Linked DNA regions of Mus musculus: region 1 is linked to region 2. A link is a contact called in public Hi-C data. All regions are on one chromosome and are shown on one strand. Each heading gives the region's core, a stretch centred on a gene start, on an enhancer-like site or on the middle of the called end of the contact. The rest is flanking DNA. Distances are from core to core; before and after follow the strand shown. Region 1 has its middle 30 kb from the start of Virma. Region 2 has its middle 44 kb from the start of 2610301B20Rik.

Region 1 (3,088 bases), core at 72-2,571, 540 kb after region 2:
CACCCCTGCTGATAATAGTCTTAGAGTTTGCTTCCCTCTCCTGGCCAGATCCAGTCAGTACACTGCGGTGATTCCCAGGCTGCTTTCGTGGCTCTAAATCCTTACCATCCTTCTGTCGTTCTCCTTTGAGGAAGGTCTTTATCTGTCAGAGAGCTTCAGTTTAGAGATTTCTTTCCCTTTCCCTTCCCCTTTCCCTTCCCCTTTCCCTTTCCCTTCCCCTTTCCCTTCCCCTTCCCCTTCCCCTTTCCCTTTCCCTTTCTCTTTTTCTCCTTTTCTCCTTCTTTTTCTTTTTCTTTTTCTTTTTCTTTTTCTTTTTCTTTTTCTTTTTCTTTTTCTTTTTCTTTTTCTTTTTCTTTTTCTTTCTGATCAAGCATTCTGTCCTAAACTTTAGGACAACGTTAGCATTTTGGTTTGAATCCCATAAGGACGCAAGTAGAAGACAAGGTTTGAGTGCATGAAACATTGAGACAGTGAGACCCACAGGAACGTGCCAACATCAGCCAGTGAACTGGGAAATAGAAAATGATCGCTGACATCCGTATTTTCAATTTCTTGAGGAACAAGTAAAACACTGTGCTTATTTGTATTTTGTTAAGGAATATCTGTTTAGTCTTGTGATTTTTAAGTTGTAAACTTCATGAGTGCAGGAGTTTGCTTGTTTGAGACAGAGGCTCCCTAAATAGCCTAGGCTGGCATCAAACTCACAATCCTCCTGCCTCAGACTCCCATTGTTGAAAATTACAGTCGTGTGCCCAATAATACCTAGGTAGTATAATAGTTTTAAAATAATATAAATATAAATAATATTAATGTTCTCACTAGGTAACAAAGCAACTTAAGGAAGGAAGGGTTTAATGTAGGCTCACAGTCTACCATGGGTGGGAAGGCACCCAGGCGGGGACGTGGACACATGGTGTTTGATGCTAGGACACCCAGAGGAGAGCTAATGTTCAACTTTCTTTCTTTCTCCCCACCCCCACTCACCCCAGGACACCAGCCGTGGACTGATACTTCCCTCATGTAGAGTAAATCTTTCCAGCTCATTGGACTGAATCTAGAAACCCCACGTTCCCCCAAAGACATGCCCAGCGTTTGATTCCTAGATCCTGTCGACAGTATCAACGCTCATACTAGCGGTCCGGAATGTTAGATACTGGTCACCTAACTCTGGAACCTGATTTCTCATCCTATAGAAAAGCAGTTAGTCAGAAAGCCCTGACTAAACTCAAGTGCCAAATCGCAGCAGTGAGATGATGAGGAGGCAGGAATCCGAGCAAGGGCTTCATTGTTGTTGGCTGTAACTGGTGAAGGGGCGTAGCTTGGGCACTGGCCAATCTGAGGCAAGGAGGAAGCGGCCATAGGTGAATGAATACAGTCTCGTGTGGCAAGTCCTGTGGGGAAGTGAGTGTGCTTTCTTTCTTCCTAGAGCCTGTGACCAGCCCTCAGGGAGATGACATGTGCCGCAACATTCTTTCTGTGACCCTGTGCGGGCAGTGGTGATACACGCTCATGCTTGGTCCGTGCAGGTCCTCTGAGCTTTCCTGCATGTGGCTCCTCTGCCAACCCCTCTCCTCAGTCTATCTATGCAAGACTGGCTTCTGATCCCACGAGTCGCTTATTAAGTGTAACTGTGTTATGTAGTTCCTTCACCACACCGCCGATTCTCCCTCGGGACTCTGTTTGCTTTCTTCCTTGTGGCTTTTAATTTTTAATTGAATTTATTGATTTTCATAATAGCCTGTTTGAGCTTTTGTATCAAAGTACCATAAATTCGATAGGTTATAAGCCATAAAAAATTATTTCTCACCCTTCTGGAGCCTGGGAGTCTGAGAACAGGTTGCAGGCCACGCAGGATGGGGGCTTCGAAATCTGGAATTAGTATTCAATGAACAGGATAGCCAAGAGGAAGGCTGGAAGCTATTTCTTCTGGAGCAACTCCCAACAGATAGATCATGCACAGGAAAGTGAGTGCTAAGAAAATGGCCTTTCCTGCAGCTAGGGAGATGGCTCAGTGATTGAAAGAACTTACTGTTCCATTCCCAGCACGAGCATGACGGCTCACAATTGTCTACAACACTAGCTCTGGGGGATCTGAGATTACTAGGTCCACACATGGAACCTGCACATACACACATGTAGGCATACAGGTAAAATACAAGTAACATTATGCAGAGCAAGTTACATTTAGGAATGTGTATGTATCTACACATACATATATGCAATATATATGTATGTACCCATACATATATGCATATAGCAACAATTAATTAAAAAAAAGAGGCCATGAATTTGAAAGAGAGCAAGGAGGGACATGTGGGAAGGTTTGGAGGGAGGAAAGAGGAAGGCAAAATATTATAATTATACTCCTAAAAATAAAAGAAATAAAAAATAAATATTTTTTTACAAATAAATAGAAGGCTGCCTTACCTTTTGAACTACCACCCTGCTCCATAGCTTCTTTTCCCTTTTTCTTTCTTTTTTCTTTTCTTTTTTTTTTCTTTTTTTTTTCTTTTGAGACAGGTTTTCTCTGTGTAACAGTCCAGGCTGCCCTGGAAACTCTCTCTCTCCCTCTCTCTCCCTCTCTCTCTCTCTCTCTGATTTATTATGTATACAACATTCTGCCTCCATGTATGGCTGCTGATCAGAAGAGGGCACCAGATCTCATTATAGATGGTTATGAGCCACCATGTGGTTGCTGGGAATTGAACTCAAGACCTCTGGAAGACTCAGTGCTCCCAACTGCTGAGCCATCTCTCTAGCCACTTATTTTTTATTATGACTTGTCCAGTCCCCCCAATTAATTGAGGCAGAACCCTAAGGATTTATTTAGCATGCTTTACTGGGCAATTACCCCTATACCATTTTTCTATCCTAGACTGGCTCTTCCTAAATAACTTGCTATTTGAGTCTCGCCTCGGCTGCTCCACCAGTCTGTCCTCAGGATGCACTTCTCCTGGCCCATCAAATAGAAACCTCCTCCTGTCTTTTTTTTTTTTTTTAAAGATTTATTTATAGCTGGGCGTGGTGGTGCACGCCTTAATCCCAGCACTTGGGAGGCAGAGGCAAGCGGATTTCTGAGTTCAAGGCC
Region 2 (2,976 bases), core at 474-2,973:
ACAAGCAGACATGTCTGTGTACACACAGATAAGCAGACATGTGTGTGTACACACAGGCAAGCAGACATGTGTGTGTACACACAGGCAAGCAGACATGTGTGTGTACACACAGGCAAGCAGATATGTGTGTACACACAGGCAAGCAGACATGTGTGTGTACACACAGGCAAGCAGACATGTGTGTGTACACACAGGCAAGCAGACATGTGTGTGTACACACAGGCAAGCAGACATGTGTGTGTACACACAGATAAGCAGACATGTGTGTGTACACACAGGCAAGCAGACATGTGTGTGTACACACAGACAAGCAGACATGTGTGTGTGTGTGTGTACATACAGACAAGCAGACATGTGTGTACACACAGGCAAGCAGACATGTGTGTATACACACAGGCAAGCAGACATGTGTGTGTGTGTACATACAGACAAGCAGACATGTGTGTACGTACACACAGACAAGCAGGCATGTATATGTACACACAGACAAGCAGACATGTGTATGTACACACAGACAAGCAGACATGTGTGTGTACACACAGACAAGCAGACGTGTGTACACACACACACACACATACTTTTTTTTAAGTTACAGTTAAGCGAGGCATAGTGGCTCATACCTAGAATACCAGCCAGCACTCAAGAACCGGACACAAGAAAATGGCTAGTTTCAGGCCAAGCTGGACTGCTCTGTGGGACCCTGTCTTTTAAAAATAATAATATAATGGAGCCCAGACAGAGTCAGAGCGATGGCACAGGTAAGGTCTCAAGGCAGCCTACATGAGCAAGGGGCCCATAACAGAGCTGCCTTGATTAATCTCCACATTTTATTGCCAAGATCCACCTACAGTAGATTTCCCAGTGGACTGAATGTCTCACAGCTGGGACCTAGCACTGTGAGCATGAGGACTAAGTCTGGCCAGGCCCTCTCTTTACCTGGCCCTCATCCCCTCCTTGTCCCTTCTTGCTCCACTGGCCCCACACCCTGAAGCCTGCAAGTGTTCACTGCTCAATCCCTGAGGAGGCCCAGAAGAAGGAAGCCACGAGAAGCCGGCCACGGCCGCAGGCACCTGTTTCCTCACCTTAACAGACAAGTCGGAGGCTGGCCAAGTAACTGAGGCTTAGCATGTCATCGTCTACAGGACCTAAATTTAGAAACACTATCCCTCCCACCGTATGCACAGAGGCCACCTCACATCTGGATAGCTACCCTGTGAGCTACCATGAGGACAGGTCCTTTCACAGGACTTGGGGTCAGGAACAAGCATGGGAGAAAACAAGGCCCCCCCTAGACCAGGCTTGGGCGGTGCTGGAAGCCACTGGACTGTCTGTCACCAGACTCCAACCTCCAGGGGAAGGTTTCATAACTTCTTTGGGACATGTAATTGCGTTAGCACACATATATGGGAAGGCGGGAAAATGTGAGTGAGAACCACATTTCCTGCACTCCACAGCCAGGTCTGGGAGGTCCGGGGGACCCTGTTCCTACACCCTCCCTCAGAACTCCATGACCTTTCTGATATACTGAAGCTGCCTAGCTCATGTGTATGTGTGCTTCCATTAAAAGTTGCTTTCATTATCTTCTGGAAGATGGTCCATGCGTAAAAGAAGCAAAGAGGCTACCAGTTTTTCTGGTTCCGTGGGGCCTCCATCGAACCAGTCTGTTGCAGATCAGCCCAAGTCCTCAGATGTGAAGCACTTCCTGTCTCTTGGGTCAAAGGTGAGTCCCAGGCCCTGCTGGGGACATCGGCTTCCTCTGTTCAGTCAGTTGCTTGTTAGACACAGGGTCCAGTTTCCTCCTCACAACCGCAGGATAGGACAGCTGCAAGCACACATCTGTGCTCTGCTGGTGGGCCAGCCAGGCTCACACCAATCCTCTCCTCTGAACAAAAGGAAGGAGATAAGGCCTCCCAGGAGCCCCAGTGCTCTCCACAGAGTAGTTTGTGTACAGTCACTGCCATCTGCTGCTTTTCATTTGTCAGCTAGAACACTAGCCGGTCTCTGAACCTACTCAGGCTCTCACCTGAGAGCAGCCATGCCCAACCCTGGTCACCAAACCCCTCACTACATCTCAGGACTCTGTGTCCACTTCCTCTTTGGGCCTGGGCTAATTTAGTAAGCCTCATCTTTCTAATTCCTTGCAAGAGCCACAAAAAAGTCAGCCTATGCTTCTAGCTCACAGTGGCTCGCAGAACATGGCATGGAGGCCACCCCAGCTGACACCAAATCCCAGCTAGGATCCTGACTCTGGCACTGCTGGGAGTCACTCAACACAGACATCAGTCCCGTTCTTCAGCATCCGTCCATCTGTTTCTTTTTCTTCAGATGTCTGGTCATATGGTGGAAATGGCAGAGTGCTCTTTAAAAACAGATCTACCACATGTCCATGTGACAATTATCTCTGAAAGTCAAGGGACTGTCTACCCTGCTTCCATTGGATTTGAGAAGGGACAGCAACAGACAGAAGAGCCAGAAGAAGGGTGGCCTCCTCCTCACTGTGCTAGTCACTGACGAGCCAAAGGGATGACCAGGAAGCCCTGGCAGCATCGAAGTTCTTTCTTGGTAGCAAAACTGGCACACAGCAAAGAGCCAGCCACCAGTTTCCACTGACTACACAGAGGCTGTGCTTACCAATGTCACTTTGCTCACTAAACATCAGACCATCTATGGCCTTCTTCAAGACAAGCCCTGGGTGACTCACCTCCCAGACCCCAAGCAGTCTGCCTCTAGGGTGTTTGTCTAGATAGAAGGCCACCACTCCTGAGAGTGTAATGACACCCCACCCCCACAGAAGCAGCTTCTCCTGTGTGTTGCTTCACACCGGAAAAATGCTAGAGGGAGATCGGTCACGGTCACAGTGTCCGTGGAATTGAAGAAGTGGGGGAAAAGGGGATGCTTGGAGCCTTGTCACTCCCAGTAAACCACCTGGGGCATCCTCTGGGATGCATACTCTGTGTCTCACCCATGTCAACCTGC

The links. A called contact is a pair of places that touch in the nucleus more often than the background predicts.
Region 1: a contact with region 2 is called in a Hi-C map of group 2 innate lymphoid cells, with 4 times the contacts expected there. The contact joins two enhancer-like sites. A contact is called at or near these places in 1 of 15 datasets of contacts at CTCF or cohesin (embryonic stem cells), 21 of 484 Hi-C or Micro-C datasets (the C2C12 cell line, CD4 T cells, CD8 T cells and 14 more), 2 of 115 datasets of contacts at active chromatin or transcription factors (embryonic stem cells and large pre-B cells) and 1 of 9 other capture datasets (embryonic stem cells).

Annotation. Positions count from the first base shown.
Region 1 is chr4:11,453,975-11,457,062 of GRCm38.p6, forward strand. No RefSeq gene overlaps it. Among named protein-coding and RNA genes, the nearest start is that of Virma, 30 kb to the right of the region's middle. Within about 2 kb of position 1,322, at least 163 of the 459 cell types and tissues checked have an H3K27ac peak or open chromatin away from gene starts, as enhancers often do. A contact at or near this core is called in CD8 T cells, group 2 innate lymphoid cells, pro-B cells and 1 more, where this site is marked.
Region 2 is chr4:10,917,483-10,920,458 of GRCm38.p6, forward strand. No RefSeq gene overlaps it. Among named protein-coding and RNA genes, the nearest start is that of 2610301B20Rik, 44 kb to the left of the region's middle. Within about 2 kb of position 1,724, at least 94 of the 459 cell types and tissues checked have an H3K27ac peak or open chromatin away from gene starts, as enhancers often do. A contact at or near this core is called in CD8 T cells, group 2 innate lymphoid cells, pro-B cells and 1 more, where this site is marked.